Linked DNA regions of Mus musculus: regions 1, 2, 3, 4, 6 and 7 are each linked to region 5. Evidence: chromatin contacts called from public Hi-C, HiChIP or PLAC-seq, Micro-C and promoter capture Hi-C data. All regions are on one chromosome and are shown on one strand. Each heading gives the region's core, a stretch centred on a gene start, on an enhancer-like site or on the middle of the called end of the contact. The rest is flanking DNA. Distances are from core to core; before and after follow the strand shown. Region 1 overlaps Gm38722 (a long non-coding RNA gene). Region 2 has its middle 17 kb from the start of Srrm3. Region 3 holds the start of Ywhag (tyrosine 3-monooxygenase/tryptophan 5-monooxygenase activation protein, gamma polypeptide). Region 4 overlaps Gm38722 (a long non-coding RNA gene). Region 5 holds the start of Sh2b2 (SH2B adaptor protein 2). Region 6 has its middle 16 kb from the start of Cux1. Region 7 has its middle 16 kb from the start of Hspb1.

Region 1 (3,465 bases), core at 891-3,390, 420 kb after region 5:
CGGCTTCGTGGCTGGTCCGGCTGGTTTGTGAGGTGAGGAGGAGGAAGATGCTGACACTCTGGGTGAATGAATAGTGACCGGCACTGAGAAAAGAAAGGAAGCGGGAGAGGGAAGGAATGGGAGAAGGAGGGGCCTGATGCGCATCCCTGGGTGGTCTTCACAGTGGCAACATGCCTCTCTGTTTATGTCTCTACGCCCCCTCCACTCTCTGCTGCTCAGCCAGGCCAGCTCACCTTGTATGAATGAAGCTCCAAGCAGGACCCAGAGCTGCCCAGGGGCAAGAACACAGACTCCCAAGGCCAGTGCAGAGCTCACTCCTGCCTCTGTGCCTTCCTGGGGTTTCCATCTGGATCTGCCCTGTGCCCTAGGACTCTCAGCCTGAGTCCATGGACTGCAGGGACTTGGCATCGGGGAGGCTGCCTGAGCTGACCCAGCCCTGCTGACCCAGCCTGACCCAGCCCTGCTGACCTCTACACACACAGGGACATTCATTACTGCTGTCATTGTCCTGGTGACTGTATTACTGCAGTCTGTCTATTACTCAAGGCTAATATGGCAGGGTGACAGATAGTACCTAGGGGTGAGTCTTACAGAAGTAGATAACATTTGATACAAGTTAAAGGTGCCATCTGGACTATTCTAAGGAGTGTATGTGCATGTGTATACATGTGTTCATATATATATGTATTTTCTTTTCTTCCTTCCTTTCTTCCTTCCTTTCTTCCTTCCTTCCTTCCTTCCTTCCTTTCTTTCTTTCTTTCTTTCTTTCTTTCTTTCTTTCTTTCTTTCTTTCTTTCTTTCTTTTTTTTTTCGGGACAGGGTTTCTCTGTGTAGCCCTGGCTGTCCTGGAACTCACTTTGTAGACCAGGCTGGCCTCGAACTCAGAAATTTGCCTGCCTCTGCCTCCCAAGTGCTGGGATTAAAGGCGTGTGCCACCACACCTGGCCCATATATTTATTTTCTTAATTTTAGTTTTCTTTCCCTCTCCTTCCCCCCCCTTTTTTTTTCACTCAGCCTCACGTTGTGTGTTGCTTCTGCTGTGTGATGTTCTATCAGCCACTTGACCTCTCTGAGCCAGTGAGGTTCATGACATGAGATGAAACCTACTTCTCTTAGGGTATTTTCTAAGTTTTCATCACCTACCCTAAAGGCCTTTCTAATCACACCAGTGTCTGACACCTCACAGGCTTTCCCAAGATCCAGTATCGTGATTCTATCTCTGCCCCAGAGCCCGTCACTGACAACTGGCCAAGCCCACCGTGTGTCTGACTAGGGGACCTTCTGAGTCCACAGTACTTTGTGGCCCAGGACTTCCTACTGTAGAAGGTCCAGCTGGAGTCTTTACTTAGGAGTAAGTCATGAAAGCCTTCCTGGAGGAAGGAATGTTGGATGGATCCTGGACTGACAAGCAGTAAAATTAAAACTGCTCCCTTGGATGGGGCCGGCTCAGTGGTGGACCTGGGCCTCTGACCCTTTCGTTTGGGTATAGTGGAGAGTATGGGTCTTCCCATCTCTCTATGGGCTTTGAAACCATCCCCCCCAAACTGAGAGGGCAAAGATAGATGCTAGGTAGTGCTGTCCCAGGGGAACTGAAAGAGGGAAACTGAGTCACTATTGCTTACTGAACCTTTATCTCACCATAGCTCAGGCTGCCCTTAAAATCCAATTTCTACCCACTTCAGCCTCCCGAGTGCTGCTAGGATTATAGTCAGCTGCCACCATGCCTGGCTCTATCATCGCACTTTTAATTTGATTAACTCACTAAGTTTTGGTGCTGGAGTTAGGATCCAGGGCTTTGCAGGTGCTCTGCTGTTGAGCCAGGCTCCCAGCTCCTTCACTGGGTGTTTGTAGGTGCGGCTCTACCAATGAGCCCCGTCCTGACCCTGCCTCTGTTCCGTTCTAGAAACTAGGGAGGCAGAGTGGATATGAACCACTTGGGTGGGAGCAGCCATAAGCTAACCTTGTCCCCTCTCCCATTTATCTGCCTCAGGCCTTAAATGGAAGCTGAGGCTGGGACACACAGGGATTGAGAACCTGGGGCACTGTGACTTAGATGGAGGCAGGAGGTCAGCCTTGGTCTGGATGAGCTGGCCGTGCGGTCCATTCAGATTTTCGTTAGCGGAGCGCCACCTAGTGGTGTTTGTGGAAACCAGTCTAACTTCCCGTTTCTTGGTTGTTAAAAAGAGAGAACAGCAAAGGAGAGATGGGAGTCTGGATCCCTCACTGGGCTATGACTCCTGACACTTAGAGGCCAAAATAAGGAGAAAGTGGGTGGCGCAGCGGCAAGTGCTAACTAGACTTTGGCCGTAGCCCCGACCTTAGTCTTAGCCTGCTTTTGGCCCGACCTGGGTTTTTGTGTCCATGTGGTAGTTGCTCTGCTCTCAACTTCCTAGTATAGAGTATTCTTTAAGACAAACTATGGGCATCCAGGCATTGGTGCACACTTGTAATCCTAACACCCAGGAGGTAGAGGCAGGAGAATCAGAAATTCAAAGCCATTCTTGACTGCATAATGAATTCAAGGATAGCCTGGGCTATGTGAGACTAGTACAAATGAGATGAGGGGGAGAAACAAAGAGAAGGAGGAGGAGGAAGAGGGAAGAGGAGGAGGAGGAAAACAAGAAGAAATGACTCAGGGAGTGTCAGTGTGTGTGAATTTGGGTATTAGTGTGTTCGCATGTATGTTTGTGTGTCTGTTGTGTGTGAATGTATTTCCCTGCATGGGGGTGACTCTGTAAATAAATGCTAGCTTTCAAGTATGTATCTGTTTGCGTGTAAGTGTGTGAATGAATTGCTGTCTATGTGTGTGTGTGGCTATGTGTATGATTGCGTATGTGTGTGTCTCCATGTGTGTGTGTGTATATCTATGTGTCTGTCTGTCTGTGTGGCTATGTGTGAGTGTGCATCTTTGTGTGGGTATATCTGTATGTGAGTGTGTATATGTGTGGCTGTGTATGTGTGGCTGTGTATATGTATGTGTGTGTCTATATTGTGGCTATGTGTGAGTGTGTCTGTCTGTATATGAGTGTGTGTGTGTATGTGTGGACATGTGTGTCTGTCTGTCTATATGTACGTGTCTGTCTGTCTGTGTGTATCTGTATGTATGACTATGTGTATGTCTGTCTGTCTATATGTGTGTCTGTCTGCATGTGTCTGTATGTGTAGCCATGTGTGTGTTTGTCTGTCTGTATGACTGTGTGTCTCTCTGTGTACTTGTGGATCTTTGTTTATGATGTGCCTGTGGATATAAATGCCCCTCATTCTAGAAGTATGTGACTGCAGCCCCCGTGCTTGTGGGATTTGGGGAACACCTGCTTTTCACACTTGGCACCCCTTCTTGGGCTCACAGGTGCCTACCTGGATCCAAGGAAGGGCTGAAAACTTCTTTGAGGACCCCCTCTTGATGGGAGGACTTGAAGGGCTCCCCTGCTTCGTGATGTCAGTTTGGAAGTGTGAGGTGCTCTG
Region 2 (3,028 bases), core at 428-2,927, 440 kb before region 5:
GGGTAAAGGTTCCCAGAAAGAACCAACCCTGCTAAGTCCTTGGTGTTAGACACGTTGGCTCCAGAACCAATATAGCATTATTTATTTGTTTTATTTGTTGTTTTGTTTTTGTTTTAGTTTTAGCACTGAGGACTGAACCCAGGGCCTCACGCACACTAGGCAAGCGCCCAATCTTTGAGCTAAGCTCAGCTTTCTTTTTTTTTTTAAGGCGGAAGAATTTTTACTAAGGGTCTTACTCTGTACCCCTGGCTGTCTTATAACTCACTACATAGACAATGCTGGCCTTGAACTTATAGATATCCTCCTGCCTCTGCTTCCTGAGTGCTAGGATCAAATGTGCATACCAGTGCATACCACCATGCACAGCATCAGCTTTCTTTTTTAACAAAGGTTTATTATTATTATTATTGTTGTTGTTATTATTATTATTTTAAATTTACATGCGTGCATCTCTGTGAGTGCAGTACCCACAGAGGCCAGAAGAGGGCATCAGATTCCCCCGGAGCTGGAGTTACAGGCAGTTGTGAGCCATCCGGGTTGGTGCTCAGGAATAAACTCTGATCCTTAGAAGACTAGCAAGTGCTCTTAATGGCTGAGCCATCTCTCCAGCTCCAGATGGGCTTCTTTTAACTCTCATCACAACTATCCAAACTCCACTCTCCGGGCAAGGGACTCCATGCCTGAGAGACAGTTCAGACTCACATGGCAGGTAAGGGGAGCTGAAATTTGAACCCAAGGCTCTCTTACTGTGGGGCGTCCTCTACTTCTGACAAGGTGCCCTGTAGCTTTGGGAAGTTCAAGGTCATGTGCTAGACATCTTGGGAATTTCCCAGTTCCCCGGTCACCACTCACCCCTTGAACTTGAGTGAGCCTTGAACACAAAACCTTCACATTTTGGGGGTTGTTGGTTCAACCAAGTTCTCATGTCTTGTGTGTGTGTGTGTGTGTGTGTGTGTGTGTGTGTGTGTGTTTCACTGTGCTCCTTGCTGGGGCTCAGGATCTTAGTGACCCTTGATAGGGGGACAGAAAGGGGCTGTCCCCAGATCAAGGCCTGAACAGGGAAAACCAGCCACTCCTGGAGTAGCTGGTGAGCCCCAGGTGGTCACACTCCTATCTTGGAGACTGGGGACAAGATGTTGCATCTCTACTCCATGTTTGTGTGTATGTATGTCCATCTTGTGTGTGTGTGTGTGTCTGTCTGTGTCTGTATGTGTGTGCCTGTGTATGTCTGCCTGTCTGTGTGTCTGGGTAACTATCTGTGTTAGGCCACCGGTGGGCTATCAAATCACACCTTCTTCCGTCTATTTGAGTAATTTCTGCTCTTCCCTGCTCTAGCGACCCTTGAGGGTGGTTTGTCTCGGTCCCCAACCCCAGCAGGCACAGCTCTGTCTCAGAACCAACCAAGTCTCTTCTCTCAACTCTTGGCCCCTCTCCACTTCCCTGGGGAGACCATAGCTGCCCTGGTCCCCATTTAGTTTCAACAGATCTTCTTCAGATTACCCTGTGCCCTGACCTCGGCCCCATCACGACGTCCAGCCCCTCCCCTCTCAACCAGCCAGCCCTGTTACAAACCCACCTGCTACCTAAAAATAGCTTCTTTCCTCTGGCTCCCTCCCTCCCCGACTCCTGCTGGTTTTAATATGCTCCCAGCCGGGCGGGGAGCTGAGCTGTGCACCAGGCAGTCCCAGGATGGTAATTAGGTTAACTGTGCTCTAGCTTCAGCCAGAGGGAGGCTGCCTGGCTGGGCCCAGGCAGGGGGATTGCCCTTGTTCTTTTCTCAGGCTTGGGGGTGGAGAGAGATTCTCTGTGTGTGCTGAGTGATACTTGTGAGTGTAGTCTGTGTGTATCTCTCTGTGTGTGTGTGATATGTGGTATGTGTGTGTGTGTATGGTATGAAGTATGCATGTGATGCCTGTGTGTATATATGTGCAGTTGTTTAGCACTATAACAAAATATCTGAGGGAATTAACTTACAAAGAAAAGAGGCTCAGTTGGTAGCGCTTGCCTAGAATTCACGAAGCCCCCCGGCTTATAGCCCCAGCAGAGGGTAAAACCAGGCATGGTGGGTGGTGGTCCACAGCTATAACTCCTGCACTGGCGAATCAGAAGTAGGCGCATCAGGGTCTCTCCACACCACGGCTGCTGCCCATGTAGAGTAAACTCTAGATGTCCTTGTCTGGCTTTTCCACCCCGCTAGCTATCCCACCATGTGAGGGAGGCCCCTAAGGAGTGTCACTCACCCCGAGAAAGAAACTTGAGGGTTATCAGCATCAACGTGGGTGGGGGCTGAGGCATCAACTCTGTTGGGCAAGCATTTGCTGCATAAGCTTAGTGACCTGAGTTCAGATCCTCGGAAAGGCTAAGGGCCAGTCCTGGTGACACTCGCCTAACCTAGCACTGAGGAAGTGGAGCCAGGATGACCCCCGTGTGAGCTCCAACCAAGTTCAGCATCAGCTCTTGCCTTGTAAACAATGTAGAAGAGAGATGGCACCGCAAAATGCTCTCCTGGAGGACCAGAGTTTAGATCCTGGCACCCACGCTGGACAGCACAATTGCCTGTGACTGCCATCTATACTCGTGTGTGTGTGTGTGTGTGTGTGTGTGTGTGTGTGTGTGTATGGGAGCGGGAAACTACAGCTCAGGTTTGCCTCTGATTCATGGCGCTCTTCCTCCTCCTGAGTGTTGGGCTTTAGTGTGAATGGCCACACTCCGAATTCCTGCGGAGAGCGAAGAGCATTGCTTCCTCTCTCTGAGCATCTATTCTGCGTCAGTAACATGGAGGCGCATCCCATGTAACAAGGATGGGCAAAGTATACAACGTTCGATAGAAACTTAACAGGAGGAGCTGGGCTGGCAAGCTGGCTCATGTGGGGTGGGGGTAGGGGGACGGTTGCCACTGAACCTGACCACTTGACAAGCTGGAAGGAAAGAACTCAATTCCACAGGCTGTCCTGGCTTCCACACGCATACACACAATCAATCAATCAATCTAATAAAAGAAAACAATAAAAAAGAGACTGTCTTTAAG
Region 3 (3,182 bases), core at 603-3,102, 310 kb before region 5:
TATTTCTGGTTTTAAAACCAATTATTTTTTGTAAAACAAAAAACATCTGTAGCTTATTTAATTAGGAAAGGATAAGCACCTGGCCTTTTGAAAAAACAAAGAAAAAAAATCATTTAAAATTAAATAGTCTCTCTCTCTCTCTCTCTCCGGGTTTCATTTGTAAGGTTTAACAGGGAGGGGGCACTCCAGCACCCACTTTACACCAGAGATGTATTTAACAACCTTTGTTACATAAGATAGGAAGTTAGATATTAACAGAGTGGAAAACCCAATTATTAATTTTTGAAAACTGTAATAGTAATTTTTCTACTGAATTTTGGAATATTGAGCACCTCCCCCCCACCCCCGCTGGCAAACTGGTCCCCAATTCATTAATAAATTGAGAGTAACTGACAAAATGGTGCAACTAGTTAGGATTTTGCATCTCAGACAAAAATGCGACAGTATTCCCTTCTCGTCAGAACGAGGATACATTAGGTCAGAAGAAAAAAAGCCTCGGATACATTTAACAAAAAAAAAAAAAATTCTTTTAAAAAGACTTTTTCCCCTTTAAAATAAATCCTCCCAGCCTCCACCCAGTCTAGGCTCTCTGCAATATGACAAATGCAGAATCTTCTGGAATGACTTGATACTGCCTCCCACCACCGCTTTGTTTGCAGTATCAGATCAGACAGAATATTTTTTTACACTCAAACGAATTTCTGCAGACTCGTGCCTGCAATTAAAAGAGAAACTGCATATCTCAGTCAGTTAACATTCAAAGGCATTATAGTTAACCCTTTGAAATGGAAAATAAATAAAATGAAAAATGAAGATGCTATATAGAGGGCCATGAATGGGAATGCCAGCAACACACATATCCCTCCCTTCCTAACAGACTTGCTTTGGGGAATGGTTAAAAGGAAGCCTTTTGTTAAAAAAAAAAAAAACAAAAAAAAAAACGTGAGAAAGGTGGTTTCGATTTTACATCATTGAGGCTGGGTTTTTTTTTCTTTTTTCTTTTAGGAGAGGGGGTCCTACATTTTTTTTCTTCCCGAAACGTCTTTAAAGGATGTGTCAGTGGGAAAGATTGGGGGGGGGGGTGATGGAGTGGGGAGGCGGCAAACTGGGAGACCTGCTGAGTGAATGGGGAAGGCGCCGCCCAGACACCAGGGAGAGAAAGAGGAACCGCATCCATGCGGTCCCCCCGCCCCCACGCCTAAACTGGGAGGAGGGGAAGTGGGGCACAAAGGATGCGCACGGCCCCCAACTCAGGTCTCTGGACATTCAGGGTCACAGAGAGACCCCCACCCCACAGCAGAAACCAGCCACGCAAGACCCCGCCCCAGCCCCGAACTCGGAGAGGCTGGGAAAGAGGCCGCGTCACCACTCGGGTGCATGAGCCCCCGTCCCCAACCCCTCCAAGGAGTGAGATGGAGAGGTGACCCTATAGTCGTGACAAGACAACATGCCCCTGGAGCATGCCTTCCACGCCGAGGAACGCGGTGTCGGGAGAGGCTGGGGCGAGGCAGGGGGGAGGGGAGGAGACACTCACGTTCTTCATGGCCGCGGCCATATCGTCGTAGCGCTCCGCCTGCTCGGCCAGCCGGGCTTTCTGCACCAGTTGCTCGCGGTCCACCATCTTCACAGGGCTGAAGAGGATCGGCTGGAAAGAAGGAAACCGAAGACCGCCTTGAAGGGCTTCAGGAAAAGAGAGGAGCGGCTTGGAGCTCGTGTGTCGGAGGGACCGACCCACGAAGCAAGCTACTGAGACGAGGAGGAGAAGGAGGCGGCACGAGCTGCGACCGCGGGACCCGGCGCAAGGAGGCTGCGGCTCCAATGCGTGCCGCGGGCGGACAACCCCCTGCGGTCCCGCCCACACGGGTGACGTAAAAGTCACCGCCTACTCGCGCATGCGCGCGCCCCGCCCGGTCCCGCCCGGTCCTGCATTTACTGGGCTTCTCTTCTACTGGAACATTCGCGGTGGCTCTTTGCGATTTTCTCAGTGTATCCCCAGTACTACACTGCTCCCTAATGTGCCCCTTTCTTCACTTTACCGTAAATCCTCAGCTTCATCAAACCCACCTCTCCTTGCCCCCTGGGGGCCTCTCCCCCCCCCTTTTTTTTTTTTTTTTTTTTTTTTTTGCATAGCTTCTGGCGCGTGACCTCCTGGGAATTGTAGTTTGACCTGCAGCAAGCTGAATTACAGAGCAGACCAAGGACAAAGGGGTGGTGGAGACTACATCTCCCAGTGGGCATTGCGCGCAGGCAGAGGCGGACCGGATGGGGGGCAGGGTCTAACCCGCAGCCGCTGGGGACCCCTGGCGGGGAAGCAGTCTACACTAGCCTAAGCGAGTGCTGATTCACGGCCTCGCCCCATAGCCTCTGGGCAGTTGGAAGGAAAGAAAAGGTCAAGGCCTTAGATCTGGACTCTCTGAAACTGAAGTAACTGGTCATGGTGGAGGGGTAGGGGAAAAACACGAATATAAAGTAGGCAGAAGAAGTACAGACACCGTAAATCCAAACTGCCCAACCACCACCATGGAAAAGATGGAAAAGGTGAACCTGTCCTAGAGATGGCCGCGTGAATGATGCAACCCTTGGACAACTGTCTAACACACACCCACCATGGTTGCAGTCTCCAGTGATGCACTTTAACATCGGACTTAACTGGATGAAATCATAGAATGACACATATCCGCCCGGTATATTGCCTATTTTCCCTAAATGGTGTAGCTGCCTGCAGACTGACCCTGGGGGACTCCCTTCTTCCTCTCCAGTGAACTGGACCAACGCCTGCCTGAACGCACACCCGCTATAGTTTTGACTGCGTATTTTATTTTCATTGTGTTTTTATGAGTTGTTTGGTTTGAAGTAGGGTCTTACACTTCTTAAGGTGACTCTAGACGAAGTTCTGGAATTATAGGCATGCACCAACACAATGGCCTTGACTGTAGAGTTTTGCTTCATCCATTCAACACGTTGAGCACCGGCCCAGTTCCAATGACTTTGTACATTAGCACACAACAATACACAAAGCAGACAAAGCACTCGGCTCAAAAAAAAAAAAAAAAAAAAAAAAAGGAGACAACTGTTTGAACCCACAACAAGCAGCTGACTAACTTTTAACATACCAAAGTGAACCTGGCCTCCAGGTTCTCCAGGCCAGCTGGGGCACAGGGGGAGGGGCTGCCCTTTGCCCA
Region 4 (3,247 bases), core at 701-3,200, 400 kb after region 5:
GGGCCCTACTCTATCAGTCACCAAATAAGAAAATGCCCTAAAGGCTTGCCTACAGCCTGTAGGGCATTTTCTTAGTTAGGTTCCTGCCTCTCAAATGAGTTTAGCTTGTATCAAGTTGATATAAAACTGGCCAGCACACCAGGGTCATGATGAGCACCAGAGTAAACAAGTTACCATGTGTGAGCTGTTCCGGTTCCATTCCAGGCCCCACAGTGGCTTGTGGTGCCTCCTGAGTGGTCACCCAATCAGGGTTGTTGAGCTGCTAAATAAACCTCTTGGCTTAACAGCTCTTTAGGGCAGCAGTTCTCAACCTGTGGGTGAAGATACCATGCATATCAGATATTTGCGTTCTGATTCATAACAGTAGCAAAATTACAGTTATGAAGTAGTAGCAGAATAATGTTATGGTTGGGGGTCACCACACATGAGGAACTGTATTAAAGGGCCGCAGCATTAGGAAGGCTGAGAACCGCTGATCTAGAGGCTTCCTGGGGAATGAACTAATTGTGCAGTTTACAGCTGGACCATAAGACTGAGACTAAAAGCTGAATTGGGGCCAAAAGAGGAAGAAAGTTCATCCTATACCTAAGGTACTGGGCTATGGGAAGTAGTCTGTGAAGGAGCCACAGAAGGTTCTAGAATAAGATGAGACTTTCTCTCCTGCACTGATGCCATGCAATATTCATGCTTCACTTGCTCCTGGCTATGTCTGAAAGTGATGCTATCACGCCGGGGTTGCAGATGAGCAACTAAGGCTGAGGAGGTGAGCAAGTCCACTCCAAGGCAGAGTGTATCCATCACACCAAGACATCAGTTTCTGACCAGAGAAAGTAAGACTCAATTCCTTTGATCAGGGGAGGAATCAGGAACCCAGTGATGTAGACTGGAGATACTGGAGTAGAACCCTTGCCTAGAATACCCAGTGAGAGCCTTGGGGTATGGCTCTCTGGTAGAGCACCTGCCTAGAATCCCCCAGGGAGGAACTGGGGCATGGCTCAGTGGTAGAGCACCTGCCTAGAATCCCCCAGGGAGGGGCTGGGGGCATGGCTCAGTGGTAGAGCACCTGCCTAGAATCCCCCAGGGAGGGGCTGGGGGCATGGCTCAGTGGTAGAGCCCCTGCCTAGAATCCCCCCAGGGAGGGGCTGGGGGCGTGGCTCAGTGGTAGAGCCCCTGCCTAGAATCCCCCATTAAGGGTCTATGGGCTTCAGGCAATGGTAGTGTGTTTGCCTATCATCTACAAGGTTCAATCCCCAGGAACACACACAACCCCCCCCCCCAACACACACACAACAGTGAAAGAATGATTGGTATTGTCCCACCCAATGAAAGCTCTTCTGCCTTTCTCTCAGCCTCATTCTCAGCTTCATTGAGGTGATTCCTCCACACTCCCCCTTCAGTTTAGCCCCTCAACCAAATCTTGTGTCACAGCTGATCTGATTGGATAATTCTGATCCCAAATGTGGCTTCCTATAGGAGGCTACTGGGTTCTTACAGCCTTCTTCAAGAGTTAGTTCTTTGGAATATCCATCAAGACATGGTGGTGACTAGCTCCAGGCACAAAGGAGCCCCAGTGGAGACCAACATGCCTGCTCTCCTCCAAGGAAATGGGACCAGGTCTGAGCCATGATTCACAACCTCTGTCCTCATGAGGTCATTGGTGACCTCCTCCCTCACAGGCCTGGTGAAGGGACAAGCTAGCCCTCCTCCCTCCTGGCAGGCAGAAAAGTGGGGCCTGATATCTGTACCCTCATCTAACTACCCCCAGAGGTAATTGCTCTGGATTTTCTCTGACATCCTGAGATTTCTCTCCAGGGCTGTGCATGGGCCGAGCCCAACTCACCCTAAGGAGCCAGAGCCTGGAGACAGCTTGATTGCTAAACCCGGACAGTTCCCCCGTATCCCGCCACGACGTGCCCAAGCTTTGAGACAGTGTGAGTTTATGACGCGTCCCATTATGGCTCTTGCACAAACACAGAATGTTGAAATACCCAACGGATGAGGACACTGTTGAAATAACCTGTCGTCTCAGCACTTTCCCTGTCATTAGCCAGTCGTTCCAACCCTCAGAGCCTTGACGGCAGGGAGGGGGGCTGCACCAGGCTGAGAGGATGGGGCTGGGGAGAGGCTTGGTGTGTCCAGCGCAGCAAGCTAGCAGGGAGTCTAGAGTTAGAGGATGCTGCTAGACCTGGTGGTTCAGTCATAGCATCCCAGGAAATCCAGAGGCTGAGGCAGAGGATGGCAAGTTTCAGGCCAGCCTGGGCAACTCAGTAAATACCTGTCTCAAATTAAGAAGTATGACAGAGTGGTAGGCATGTGACATAGTGTTTACCTGGTTTTTGTCAGGTGCTGGGGGCCAAGTTAGGTAGTTAGGTAGGGAGGGGCTGTGGCTGTTGCTCAGTGAGAAAACACTTGCATAGAATCTTCCAGTTGGGGCTGCAAGCATGGCTCAGCAGTAGAGTACTTGCCTAGCACCCACAAGGCCCTGGGTACAATACTTAGTACCTCCAAGTGGGCTCAGTCCCTAGCACTCGGAGGTACTAGACATTGAGCCCAAGGTCCTGGGAATGTTGGGTGAGTATTTGAATCTCGAGCCAAGGCCCTCATCTTCTATATACTTTTTGGGAGGTAGAAATGTTCGAAGTTGCTCGGGCTGGTTTTGAATTCTAATCCTCCTGCCTCAGCCTTTCTACTGTGGGGATTACAGAAATGTACCATATTACCCAACTATACAGCATCTCTTTCTTGCCTACACTACATATTGGCTTATTGAAAATTGAGAAAAGGGTTGGAGAGGTGGCTCAGCGGTTAAGAGCACTGACTGTTCTTCCGAAGGTCCTGAGTCCAAATCCCAGCAACCACATGGTGGCTCACAACCACCTGTAATGAGATCTGATGGCTTCTTCTGGTGTGTCTGATGATAGCTACAGTGTACTTACATATAATAATAAATAAATCTTTAAAAAATAAAAGAAAAAGAAAACTGAGAAAAGAGCAATTTCTTCTGCATCCCTAACCCCTAGCTTTCAAAGTTAACAGACAACGATGCTGCACTTATCAAATTCCGGAAGGTAGCCCCAGAAGAGTGTCAGAAAGCTGAGAGTCTGTGGGCTTTGCTTGCTTCCTCTGTTGTCCTCCTTGGGTCCCAGAAAGGAGGCCTTAAATGTTCTCTATCTTCGTATGGTTTTCTTTTGTGTGTGTGTGTGTTCTTGTTGGTCTAAAATGTTATTTTATTCATGTGATTTTAAGA
Region 5 (3,388 bases), core at 479-2,978:
CCGAATGGGATTTTGAAAGATTTTTTCCCCCCCAGACATCTTGGAAATCAAAAGATATATATTGAAGGTGATACAGTGTAGCGGTTTCAGATTCCCCGTTCCTTACAGCCTCCTGGGGGAACCACTTATCTGGGGGGTGACTGCCCAAGTAGGAAGGGTGCTCCCCAAGAGGAGCAATTCCATCAGATCCCCTGGCAGAAACACTTATTTGGCACACGAGGTAATTCAGCTCAGGGGGCAGACAGAGATCAGGTTGATGAGATGGCTCAGTGGTAACAAGACGTGCGCCAAGCCTGATGACCTGAGTTCGGTCCCCAGAACCCATGTAAAGAAAGAACTGACTCTCGAAAGTTGTCCTCACACACTCACACACACACACACACACACACACACACACACACACACACTCATAAATAAACAAGCAAAAATTTTTAAAAATTCCACAAAGGGGCAGAGATGAAGCTCAACACTGGTCTGACAGCCCCACCCCCTACATCACCTCTGGTGAACTAGACTCTGGTTTACCCACGTTCACAGCCTCTTTGGGGGATACCCTGCGACTGTCCGATCACTGCAGACTTCTGACCTCAAAGACTCCACTGAGGGACTCTATGCGAGGGTGGAAGGGTAGGAAAGCCCTGGCGCGTCCCAGCCTCTGCCTGGCTCCGGCCCGCAGCCCTGGCGCGTTTCCTACACGCGCAGCTCACAGGTTCATCAATGGCCTAGGCCGAAGGGGCTGAATGGAGGGCACTAACCCGCCCCTTCTTAAAGGCGCCGGCCTGTCACCCTCGGCGATCCTCCTCTCAAACCCGGGGCTGCTCCGGAGCTCCAGAGTGGGCGGGTCACGAATAGTGGCCGTGGGAAAGAGGGCCTGGGCCGGAAAGAGAGTGTCCCCACGGGGTCACTGTGGCCCAGCGAGACCCCAGCGTGTAGCCATCACCCTCATGCTGTGTTGACCCACCTCCTCCCAGACCCTGGAAGAGACCTGAACGTCCCCTCCCCCCAGCATCGGATCCCTTCCTGTAGAGGACCAGCTGCGCTCGCCCCTCCAACCAGCCAGGGTCTGATGAGGGGAAAGGGGCTCAGCTGCTCCAGAGGTGGCTTCTTTCTCCCACCTCAGCTTCCCGTTACTCTCCACTTCTCCTGGGCAGTGGGTCTAGGATCCGATCCCAGAGGGGTTCATCCCCCTCTGTCGCGCGTCCTCCTCCCTCCCACCGGTGCACACAAAGACACGCTCGGACCCGGGCGCGTGCGACCGCGCTTCCCGGGGAGGCGGTGAGCACACACCACACACCTCATCACACACACACACACACACACACACACACACACACACACACACACCCTCGGGGACAGCTGGGCACCGGGTAGAGTAAAGGACCGTGGGGACAGGGAGCTGAGAACAAGCAGGCCGTACCTACAGGCGCGCAGCTTCGGCCGCGCGGGCTGGGGCGCCGGAGGAGCGCTGCCCGGACCGCGGCTGGGATCCCCGGACCCGGTGGCGCATGGCCCTCCGGGCCGTAGCTCCGCCCTTGGTGGCCGGTGGCGGCGGCAGCGGGGGTGGCTCCCGCTTCCCTGGCCTGCAGCTTGCGAGGCGGTCTTGGCGGTCCTGGTGCGGCCCCCTTGAGGTTCTCTCCCTCTTCAGGCTCCCGAGCTCCGCGCGCTCCGATCCCAGACTCGCGCGCCGCGCGCCCCTGGCCCTCCTCCTTGCCTGAGCAGCGCGCGCCTCTGGGCCCCGCCCCACCACTAGCCCCGCCCCAACACGCCCCCCCGCTTCAGGCCCCTCCTTTGCCGCACCCCCCGCCCACGCGGCGCGAGCCACTAGCCACGCTCCCAAGTCCTTCCCCAACCCCCAACCCCGGCTCTCTCTCCGGAGCCCCAGTGGCGCCGGCTAACCGCTCTGTCTTCCTCCGGACAGTGGCTGAGCAGAAAGACCCGGGTGCCCAGGTCTCGTTGCCAGTCGAAGGAATCCCTCTCGTGTGGGAGCGTCTCCCGAAGCCCAGGGTGGTGGCCCCCAAGGGCAGGATTGGAGGATGTTCTACGTGATGGGTCACCCCGGGCGTGGACACCCTATAAATGTCTCTGGGTTACTGAGAGTCAGACAGGGGCGGGCGCTGTAGGCCGACCCTCCGCCAGAGGACAATGGAAGCCTCGAGGAGGTCCAGATGTCGCAACCAAGGAAATGTCTGTCTGGTTCTCAACATCCAGGAGCCCAGAGCCACGCCCCCTGTCTTCCTCCTGCCCTCGGGGTGCGGGAAACCGCCCAGGATTTCGGATCTGGGGAAGAGCTCCTACACACAGGTCCTCCCCACTCAGCTTTACTCTGGTCCCACCAGGAGAGGTGTCTGAGGTCGTCCAGGATTCTGCGAAGTCCTCACTCTGGGTTGGCGACAGAACCAGAACTAGGTATTGCCTGGCCTGACTTCTCTGGTGGCGCTCTAGGGCATCCCGAGGGGTAAAGAGACCAGAGGAGATGGAATAACCTGGTGACTAGAGGCGCGGGGAGGAGTCAGATGGGGTTGACACATGCCCATAATCCCAACGCGCTTCGGACGGAGGAGGGAAGCAATAGTTTGAGACCAGCCTAGGGTACATACTGTCTCAAAAAGCCAAAAAACGAAAAAAACGACAAAACCCCACAGGTGTGTGAGGGGATGCTCAGAGGTGAGGCCTGTGGCTTCTGCAGTGGATATGGTCCCTTGGGCCTGCTCTCCTCTCCTCCTTGCTCCCCATTTCAGGGAGACTTCTGTCTGTGTTGACCTCAGGCTGTGATCTGCCTGGAGTGCCTCCATCTGCTGCCCTCCTCCCACACGGGGTGGCCTCTGACCTTTGTAAAGTCCTTTCACTCACAGGAAATCAGATTCACTGATTATTTTCCAGGAAGCAGCAGGGGTGGCATGGGGCTGGGGGAACTGGGCTGACATTGGAGAGATGGGGTGTGCTGAGCACATGGGAACTTGCTGGGGGCCACCGAAACCAGCCAGACCTCTGTTGAGGCCTGCCTGGGTACCTGTTTCTTCTCAGCCACACAGGGACCAGCAGCTGCCCTGTCTCTAGACCTGGCCAGCAAACACTTAATGAAAGTTTAGGCTGGAATCCAGCCATTGATTGAACTCATGTGGCTGTGAACCAGGAGGTTCCCAGTCAGGAAGGGTAGTATAGGGGTGAGAGAGAAACTGAACCCCTGGGTGGTCTGGCTATAGAACCCACTGTCCCCACTGCTTAGGGAGATGGGATGCTGGGGACATGAAAGAGGACTTACCTGGATCTAAGTTGTGGCTTAAATTCAATGGTGAGCTGTCAGTGACTGGCGAGGATTCTGGGATGGGAAACCCAGAATAAGACAATGGTTCTGATCTCTCAGAGGAGGAAGTGAGGAGTGAGTCTA
Region 6 (3,289 bases), core at 504-3,003, 340 kb after region 5:
AGTGGCCCCATATTCCTTCCTTGTCCTCTGATGCAGCCTGATTTATTTAAGATCCATTTGTCTCAAATCCTGCCCCAGTTTCTCCTAAGGTCACCACATCCCACCCCCCCACCCCCCTTTCCCCGTCGTCCTCAGAGCGGTGCATTTGACACCAGCTCAGGAATCTTGTAGCTTCTCGCCTTTCTGCTCCCAGAGGAATCTGTTATTCAGCACTTCAAAGTCCAGGACTTGTTTGCACCTCTTCTTTTAAACAATAGACCAAATTTCCTGTCACTGCCTCTCCTTAAAAACCCGCCTACCCGGGCTCCCTGGAACAATCCAGGTTGTTACTGCTGCAGCTATTGCTGCAGCTGAAGCAAAAAGAGCTCGGTGCTCTTGTGTCTCTGAGCCCTGAGAAGGCACAAACAACGGTGGGGCATGAACCACACACTATGCGGGCAGCGTGTTCCCTGGGTAACTTTGAATCGGTTACTAACCGGTCTACCTCAGTGTCCTCAGTACTAACTTAACATAAACTGCTCTTCCCATACTGATGGTGAAACAGTGAAGAGCTAAGAACAGTCTCGGGGGATGGAGAGGTGGCTCAGTGGTTATTCTTCCTGATGACCCGTTTCATTTCCCAGCACCCGTATTGGTGGCTCATAATTGTCTGTAACTCCAGTCCCAGTGGCTCTAACACCTCATCCTAGCCTTCAAGGGCACTACTCAAATGTGGTGAATAAACATTTGTACAGGCAAAACACTCATATGTATAAAATATAGTTAAAGGAAAAAATATGTAAAGGGTTTTGATATGTTTGGGGGTCTCTTGCTATGAGGCTCTGGCTGGCCTGGAACTAGCTATGTAGACCAGGTTGACCTTGAACTCATAGCCTGCCTCTGCCTCACAATGCTTAGGATTAAATATGTGTGCAACTACACCTGGAATATAGATATAAAATAAAGCATACAGTTTCTAGGCTAGGGATGTAGCACAGTGATAGATCAAGCTTACTTAGTGTATGCAATATCCCAGGTTTAATTCCCAATGTTGGGATAAAAAAGAAAGGGGTGGGGTGGGGGCGGCCATGCATTAGTTGGTAGATTGCTTACCCAGCAGGCATAAATAAAGCCTTGGTTCCATCTACAACATGCATAAACCTAGCATGGTGCATGTCTATAATCCCAGCACTCAGGGGTAGAGGCAGGATGATCCAGAGTTCAAGGTCAGAAGCTATAGAGGTGGCTCAGCAATTAAGCACACTTACTCTGGGCGAAAATCTCAGTTTAGTTGCCAATACTCCTATAAGATTGTTCACAGTAACCTACACTCTAGCTCCTAGGGATCCAGCGCCCTCTCTGGCCATCACAGGAACCTGCACTTAGATGCACATACTCACAAACACATGTGCATCCACAGAAATAAGAATTTAATTTTTAAACAGAGGTTGTGGTTATCCTGTCTGTATAGAGCATTTAAGACTACCCTGAAGTATATGAGACCTTGTCAAAAACAAAACAAAACAAAATAAAACAAAACAAAACAGCTTCTGCCTCCTCATAATTATCAAAAGGACCCTGTGGGATTTTTGCTAGGATTAATTAAGTTACTTACTATACTGAAAGCTTTAGGCCTGGCACAAGACACTCTTGTTTGAGATAGGGTCTCCTGTAACTCATGCTGACACTCCACTCCTGATCCTCCTGCATCCACCTCCTGAGTGCTGAGATTACAAGCAAGTGCCACTTTGTCTGGCTCTCAGCCAGTTTCGGTTTTGCTTCTTCTTCCTCATTCCTGAAGGGATCTTTGGCCACACCCTTCCTTCAGTATGTCTGCTCACTAATTGTGCCTAATTTTTGTCATAGCAACAATTAATTTTGTTCACTAGGCCAAATGTGTCTTACAATAGTCATAGCTCAGACTTTTGTGTTTTGAGACAAGGTCTTGTGAGATAGCCTAGGCTGGTCTAGGACTCTCCACTCTCCTGCCTAGAACCCCTTCCCCAGTGATGGGGCTGAGGGTCTGGTTCAGTGGTAGGGTGTGGCTCAGTGGTAGAGCCCCTGCCTAGAATCCTCCAGGGAGGGGCTGGGGACGTGGCTCAGTGGTAGAGCACCTGCCTAGAATCCCCCAGGGAGGGACTGGGGGCGTGGCTCAGTGGTAGAGCTCCTGCCTATAGTTCTCTGGTGTGTGGAAGAATGCTTGCTTATCCTGTATGGGCGGCCCTAGGTTCCATCCTGAGTAACATTAAGAAGACAAAAGGGGGTGGGGGTGGGGTGGGTATGGGGGACTTTTGGGATAGCATTGGAAATGTAAATGAGGAAAATACCTAATTAAAAAAAAAAAAGAAGAAGAAGACAAAAGAAAAAGATGCCTCCTAGATGAGAACAGGGCTCTTGCCTATTCTCACCTCTCTCAATCCACTCACAAAGAAGGAGCAGAGAGGCCTGAAGTGACCGCACACACCTGCCTTCATGGATGGTGATGAAATCAACAGAAGCCTGCAGCTTTTTTGACCTCAGGGGAAACTGCTGGTAAGCTAGTTTTGTCACTCATGAAAAAGCCTTTTCAGGTCATAGGTAGTTTTCAGTCTGGCTAGAGGGCTCTGAGTCAAGGTCCCTTTAATATCCTGTAAGTTAAGAGTAAATCACAGAGGTTCAAGTGGACTTCCTGGACAACCTCCCCTCCTTGTTTGAGCAGAAGTGTCTTGTCCTGACTCCTCCTCCATACACACACCCTTTGGTGCACTGGGCTTGGCTGTAACCATGGCAATGGACTTGTCTTTCCCAGATTCCTAAGCCTCTGGACTCTCACCTCCCCAACTCCCCAGAGGTCCAGTGATTCACCAAAGCTGCTCCAAGTCCAAAGACCCAGAAGCCTAATAAACCAGTCTTCCCACCTACCACCTCACATCCCACCAGGCAACTGAGTGCTCCTTGTTTTGTGTCCCGAGGCCAAGATTGCAACAACCATCCAGGAGGCAAGCAGCTCCAAAGGACAGCCGGCACTTCAAAAACACTGTGGAAATCAGACGGGAACTTCCTGCCTCCTCCCGGCTAGCTGTCTAGCCAGCAAGCTCTAGCCTGGGAGGTTAAGCTTCCCTGGCAAGCCATCCATTCATACATGATAAAGACAGGCCTAGTGGCAAAGTCTTGTCATTCTATGTACTCAAGAGGCTAACAGAATAGCAACCCCAAGGACGACCTGGACTACAGAGTAAACGCAAAGATAGCCCGGAAAATTTTTATGAAACCTTTGTATTTAAATATAAATTTCAAAAGGAGTTCGGGGCATGGTTCAGTGCCTGCCTAG
Region 7 (3,441 bases), core at 679-3,178, 340 kb before region 5:
AATTGTTTGGTTCTATGTCGTTAGCCTTAGTCATGAAAGGTAAGCTTGCTACCACAAAACTGCACCCCAGTTCCTCCCTGGGGGATTCTAGGCAGGGGCTCTACCACTGAGCCACGCCCCCAGCCCCTCCCTGGGGGGATTCTAGGCAGGGGCTCTACAACTAAGCCATGCCCCCAGCCCCTCACTGGGGGATTCTAAGCAAGAGGTCTACTTTTTACTGAGGTAATTTAATCTCCCCTTTCCCTACCCAATTTATTTTGAGACAGGAGTTCATTGACTTAAACTTGCCATCCTCCTGTCTCAGCACCTCCATATACCAATCTCACCCCTGTATCCGGGAATTACAAACCTGAGCCATGAGTTATAGTTTGCTCTCTCTCTCTCTCTCTCTCTCTCTCTCTCTCTCTCTCTCTCTCTCTGTGTGTGTGTGTGTGTGTGTGTGTGTGTGTGTGTTTGGTTGGTTTGATTTTTTGAGATTTCTCTGTGTAGCCCTCCACCGACACTCTTTGTGAGGTAGGTAGGCTAAATGGTATGCCCTGCATACTTAGGACACAGTGAAATGTGAATTCAAACCCTGATTTTTCTTCCCTCATACAAGATGAGGCATGGCTGAATGACAGAAAACTGATCTTTGAGCCAATGAGATGGCATCGTGGAGAAAGGAGCCCGTGCCAAGTCTGTTGAGAGACCTGAATTTAATATCTGAGGTCCACATGGTGGAAGGAGAGAACTCACTCACACATGTAAACACACACAATTCCTCCAATCCTCCTACTACTACTATGTAGCTGTCTATCTGGCTGTCCTGGAATTTGGTATGCAGACCATGCTGTCCTCGAACTCACTGTCATAAGACTGCCACTGCCTTCTGAGTGCTGGGATAAATGGCGTGCACCTCCACACCTAGCCTCATCTCCCTAATTCATGGTTAGAAAATGACAAGGGAGGAGCCGACACTCTTTTCTTCTTCTGACCTTGTTGCAAGCTGATTCCTAATTGGCCACCATTAATTTGAAATCGTAAATATCTGACCAGAGCTGGCTGGGGCCTTGAATACTACAGAGAGAAGAAACTGGCTTCTAGGTCCCCCGGACTATCATAGCCTATCATAGCCCACTACCAAAGGGCCAGCGTGTGAGGGGATGAAACTTGGCATATTGGTCATTCACCTTTGGGCTCTCCCAGAGTATGTGGACTGGAGCACAAAGATGCTGAGCCCCGGTTCCCCAGTTAAGGACACAGGAGAAATGTAGATAGATTTCTTGGGATCGGTTCGGGAAGATAATATGGAGATTAGGGACTGCAGCAAGCTTAGAGGTCAGAGAGTGGGTCACTGTTTCTATAGCAACCCTGAGGGCGAGGACCACCTGGAGCTTGATGCACCACCCTCTAAAGGAGGTTTTTACGCCCTAAAAGGCCAAAGCAGATTATTCGGTAAGGACTACAAAGGAGGAGACAAAGCGGAGTGAAGAGGACCCGGAAGCCATGATAAGCTCCGCATTAGCACTGCGGCGGGCTCGGCAGGCGAATTCCAAAGGAGGGATGCGAGACCCAGCAACAGGCCGGCCATTGGCACGGAGGCGAGATGCTGGCTTGTGATTGGCTCTTGCCACGCTCGGGCTAGAAGGCAATCTCCGTGCTGGGTGGGGCGGGGCTGAGCCGCAGCCCTGCCTAGCTTACAGCCGGGTACCTGGGCAGTCCGCAATGGCCAGAGGTAGGAGAGTGGTCACTCTTAGATGCCTGGCTCTTATGGGCACACGCAGGCAGCACAATCCTTCGTTTCAAGCCCAGGTGTTTGGGAAGGGGAACATGCAGAAACTCGGGAATGGAGATCTCAGATGGGCTGGCCTCGAGGTCGCTACTGTCATCAGGGTCTGGGCTCAAGGCTGGAAGCAAATACCCGCACTAACGGGGACAGCTGCAGAACCGGCAGTACCCACCAGGGGGAGGCAGAGGACGTCGGTGCTGGAGTCATTGAGGGTTTGGGGAAAATAGATCCCAGAAGGGAAGATTCCTGAATCCCAATCCCAGTTACCCCAACTCCAGGATCTTGTATTAACGCTCTACCTTCCTTGGCCTTTTTTCTTTCTTTCCTTTTTTGTTTCTTTTAGACAAGGTCTAACTGTATGACTCTGGCTTCAAACTCACAACATTGCTCCTAGCCGTCTTTGGAGTTCTATACTCACAGGGCCTGACAAAACTTTGAGACCCGGTCATATGCAGCCCAAGCTAGTCTGAAATGTATGGAAGTAGGCCTTGAACCCCAGAAATGTGTCTTCGTTTTGCACCTCATCTTCTCAGCATCCTCCCCCGCTTTTAACTTTGCTTTCCTTTCTTTCTGAGACTGGTTTCATGCAATCCAAGCTAGTCTTGAACATTACCTTGCAACTTTAAAAAAGATTTTGTGTGGGTGTGTTGTGTACACAGGCATATGCAGAGGCCTGAAGAGGGTGTTGGGGTATCCTCTACTGCTTACTGCCTCTTCCGGAGCCAGGCTCTTTTCCTGAACCTGGGATGTGAATTTCCTCAGGTAGGCTGGAAGGCAGCAAGCATCAGTTGTTGACGGTCCTTTGGAGCACAGGTCGCCTGGCTTGCCAGGGTGCTGGGTCCTGGTAAAAGCACGGCACACTCTTCCCAACCTAGCCTCGGCTCCAGCTCTCAATCTAGAACTCAGCCTCCAGCCTCTGAGAGTGCTAGGAATATCAGGTGTACCCCACTTCAGCAGGTGTGCCCCCACATGCACCCTGGTGGTCTTGATGTGCATGGAGTTTGTGGGTTGTTTTTGTTGTTTTTTTTTGTTTGTTTGTTTTGTGACAGGGTTTCTCTGTGTAGCCCTGTCCTGGAACTCGCTCTGTAGACCAGGCTGGCCTTGAACTCACAGATCTACCTGCTTCTGCTTCCCAAATGTTGAAACTAAAGGTGTGCACCACCACACCTGGCTCGATTTCATGTATGATAAGCAAACACTTTACCAATTTGATTGAGCTCCCTCCCAGGGCCTGTTATCCTTACCCAGCTTCATTTTGTCTTGAAACGTCTAAGAGGGGGATCCAGTCCGTGACCACGGCTTAGTCTCTGTCCAATGCCCTTATTCCCAGCACTTGGAAGGGAAAGGCATTCTGACTTCCAGACTAGAAATAAAACCTTGCGTTTTTTGTTTTGTTTTTTAAGTCAATGCACCACATATACCAATGATATGGCACCTCTAGCTTCTGCCCCCACAATAGGGTATATCATGGTGGGGCTCTGGACAACAGTTAGAATGATTAAAATTCAAAGACTGACTCAGAACAGGCTGGGCTTACCCAGCCGATAGTTGCCCAACTCTCGTTTCCTGACCGAGGGGCCAGGTTTCCACCCTTCTGCCCCCCTCCCTTACTTCACGCAGACTGAGAAGTCAGCACTGTGGAGGGACAGCAGTATTCCCAGCAGTTCTTTTGC

Evidence for each region. Promoter capture Hi-C pulls out the DNA fragments that hold promoters and counts their contacts. Hi-C and Micro-C count contacts between places; a contact is called where the count stands out from the background. HiChIP or PLAC-seq counts read pairs in DNA pulled down with a chosen protein or histone mark.
Region 1: a Hi-C map of bone marrow-derived macrophages shows a contact between it and region 5, with 24 read pairs. The contact joins the enhancer-like site here to the promoter of Sh2b2 in region 5. A contact is called at or near these places in 12 of 39 promoter capture datasets (3T3-L1-derived adipocytes, the C10 cell line, the HPC-7 cell line and 8 more), 3 of 15 datasets of contacts at CTCF or cohesin (the NIH/3T3 cell line and embryonic stem cells), 63 of 484 Hi-C or Micro-C datasets (the AML12 cell line, the AtT-20 cell line, B cells and 35 more), 24 of 115 datasets of contacts at active chromatin or transcription factors (the NIH/3T3 cell line, SST interneurons, Th17 cells and 15 more) and 3 of 9 other capture datasets (adipose tissue, liver and pancreatic islet).
Region 2: a promoter capture Hi-C map of stem cell-derived epiblast-like cells shows a contact between it and region 5, with 3 times the contacts expected there. The contact joins the enhancer-like site here to the promoter of Sh2b2 in region 5. A contact is called at or near these places in 4 of 39 promoter capture datasets (embryonic stem cells, neural stem cells and stem cell-derived epiblast-like cells), 1 of 15 datasets of contacts at CTCF or cohesin (embryonic stem cells), 10 of 484 Hi-C or Micro-C datasets (the N1E-115 cell line, embryonic stem cells and palatal mesenchyme) and 1 of 9 other capture datasets (embryonic stem cells).
Region 3: a Micro-C map of embryonic stem cells shows a contact between it and region 5, with 2.6 times the contacts expected there. The contact joins the promoter of Ywhag here to the promoter of Sh2b2 in region 5. A contact is called at or near these places in 1 of 39 promoter capture datasets (pre-B cells), 1 of 484 Hi-C or Micro-C datasets (embryonic stem cells) and 1 of 9 other capture datasets (liver).
Region 4: a contact with region 5 is called in an H3K4me3 HiChIP or PLAC-seq map of bone marrow-derived macrophages, with 7 times the contacts expected there. The contact joins the enhancer-like site here to the promoter of Sh2b2 in region 5. A contact is called at or near these places in 14 of 39 promoter capture datasets (the 3T3-L1 cell line, 3T3-L1-derived adipocytes, the HPC-7 cell line and 10 more), 1 of 15 datasets of contacts at CTCF or cohesin (the NIH/3T3 cell line), 2 of 484 Hi-C or Micro-C datasets (the AML12 cell line and bone marrow-derived macrophages), 14 of 115 datasets of contacts at active chromatin or transcription factors (bone marrow-derived macrophages, craniofacial prominence, embryonic basal ganglia and 10 more) and 3 of 9 other capture datasets (adipose tissue, embryonic stem cells and liver).
Region 6: a contact with region 5 is called in a promoter capture Hi-C map of trophoblast stem cells, with 3 times the contacts expected there. The contact joins the enhancer-like site here to the promoter of Sh2b2 in region 5. A contact is called at or near these places in 6 of 39 promoter capture datasets (the C10 cell line, HPC-7-derived erythroid cells, cranial neural crest and 3 more), 4 of 484 Hi-C or Micro-C datasets (CD4 T cells, bone marrow-derived macrophages, cumulus cells and 1 more), 14 of 115 datasets of contacts at active chromatin or transcription factors (the NIH/3T3 cell line, bone marrow-derived macrophages, embryonic forebrain and 6 more) and 3 of 9 other capture datasets (adipose tissue, embryonic stem cells and pancreatic islet).
Region 7: a contact with region 5 is called in a promoter capture Hi-C map of embryonic stem cells, with 2.3 times the contacts expected there. The contact joins the enhancer-like site here to the promoter of Sh2b2 in region 5. A contact is called at or near these places in 5 of 39 promoter capture datasets (the 3T3-L1 cell line, embryonic stem cells, liver and 2 more), 1 of 15 datasets of contacts at CTCF or cohesin (embryonic stem cells), 7 of 484 Hi-C or Micro-C datasets (the G1E-ER4 cell line, the N1E-115 cell line and embryonic stem cells), 4 of 115 datasets of contacts at active chromatin or transcription factors (bone marrow-derived macrophages, embryonic stem cells, epiblast stem cells and 1 more) and 1 of 9 other capture datasets (embryonic stem cells).

Annotation. Positions count from the first base shown.
Region 1 is chr5:136,662,586-136,666,050 of GRCm38.p6, forward strand. The region is part of intron 2 of Gm38722 (a long non-coding RNA gene); the gene reads left to right. Among named protein-coding and RNA genes, the nearest start is that of Myl10, 29 kb to the right of the region's middle. Within about 2 kb of position 2,141, at least 23 of the 459 cell types and tissues checked have an H3K27ac peak or open chromatin away from gene starts, as enhancers often do. A contact at or near this core is called in the AtT-20 cell line, the Ba/F3 cell line, the HPC-7 cell line and 3 more, where this site is marked.
Region 2 is chr5:135,799,469-135,802,496 of GRCm38.p6, forward strand. No RefSeq gene overlaps it. Among named protein-coding and RNA genes, the nearest start is that of Srrm3, 17 kb to the right of the region's middle. Within about 2 kb of position 1,678, at least 21 of the 459 cell types and tissues checked have an H3K27ac peak or open chromatin away from gene starts, as enhancers often do. A contact at or near this core is called in the N1E-115 cell line and stem cell-derived epiblast-like cells, where this site is marked.
Region 3 is chr5:135,932,789-135,935,970 of GRCm38.p6, forward strand. Ywhag (tyrosine 3-monooxygenase/tryptophan 5-monooxygenase activation protein, gamma polypeptide) reads right to left here and starts at 1,853. Exons shown (of 2, transcript NM_018871.3): 1 at 1,535-1,853. The coding sequence starts at 1,621. Gm40346 (a long non-coding RNA gene) reads right to left here and starts at 1,528. Exons shown (of 2, transcript XR_868594.2): 1 at 1-1,528.
Region 4 is chr5:136,640,436-136,643,682 of GRCm38.p6, forward strand. The region is part of intron 2 of Gm38722 (a long non-coding RNA gene); the gene reads left to right. Among named protein-coding and RNA genes, the nearest start is that of Gm38722, 9.7 kb to the left of the region's middle. Within about 2 kb of position 1,951, at least 54 of the 459 cell types and tissues checked have an H3K27ac peak or open chromatin away from gene starts, as enhancers often do. A contact at or near this core is called in bone marrow-derived macrophages, hematopoietic stem and progenitor cells and pre-B cells, where this site is marked.
Region 5 is chr5:136,243,212-136,246,599 of GRCm38.p6, forward strand. It overlaps Sh2b2 (SH2B adaptor protein 2), which reads right to left and starts at 1,729. Exons shown (of 9, transcript NM_018825.4): 1 at 1,418-1,729. It overlaps Gm30408 (a long non-coding RNA gene), which reads left to right and starts at 2,224. Exons shown (of 4, transcript XR_868600.2): 1 at 2,224-2,406.
Region 6 is chr5:136,582,113-136,585,401 of GRCm38.p6, forward strand. No RefSeq gene overlaps it. Among named protein-coding and RNA genes, the nearest start is that of Cux1, 16 kb to the left of the region's middle. Within about 2 kb of position 1,754, at least 61 of the 459 cell types and tissues checked have an H3K27ac peak or open chromatin away from gene starts, as enhancers often do. A contact at or near this core is called in bone marrow-derived macrophages, embryonic stem cells and trophoblast stem cells, where this site is marked.
Region 7 is chr5:135,902,148-135,905,588 of GRCm38.p6, forward strand. No RefSeq gene overlaps it. Among named protein-coding and RNA genes, the nearest start is that of Hspb1, 16 kb to the left of the region's middle. Within about 2 kb of position 1,929, at least 250 of the 459 cell types and tissues checked have an H3K27ac peak or open chromatin away from gene starts, as enhancers often do. A contact at or near this core is called in the N1E-115 cell line, bone marrow-derived macrophages, embryonic stem cells and 4 more, where this site is marked.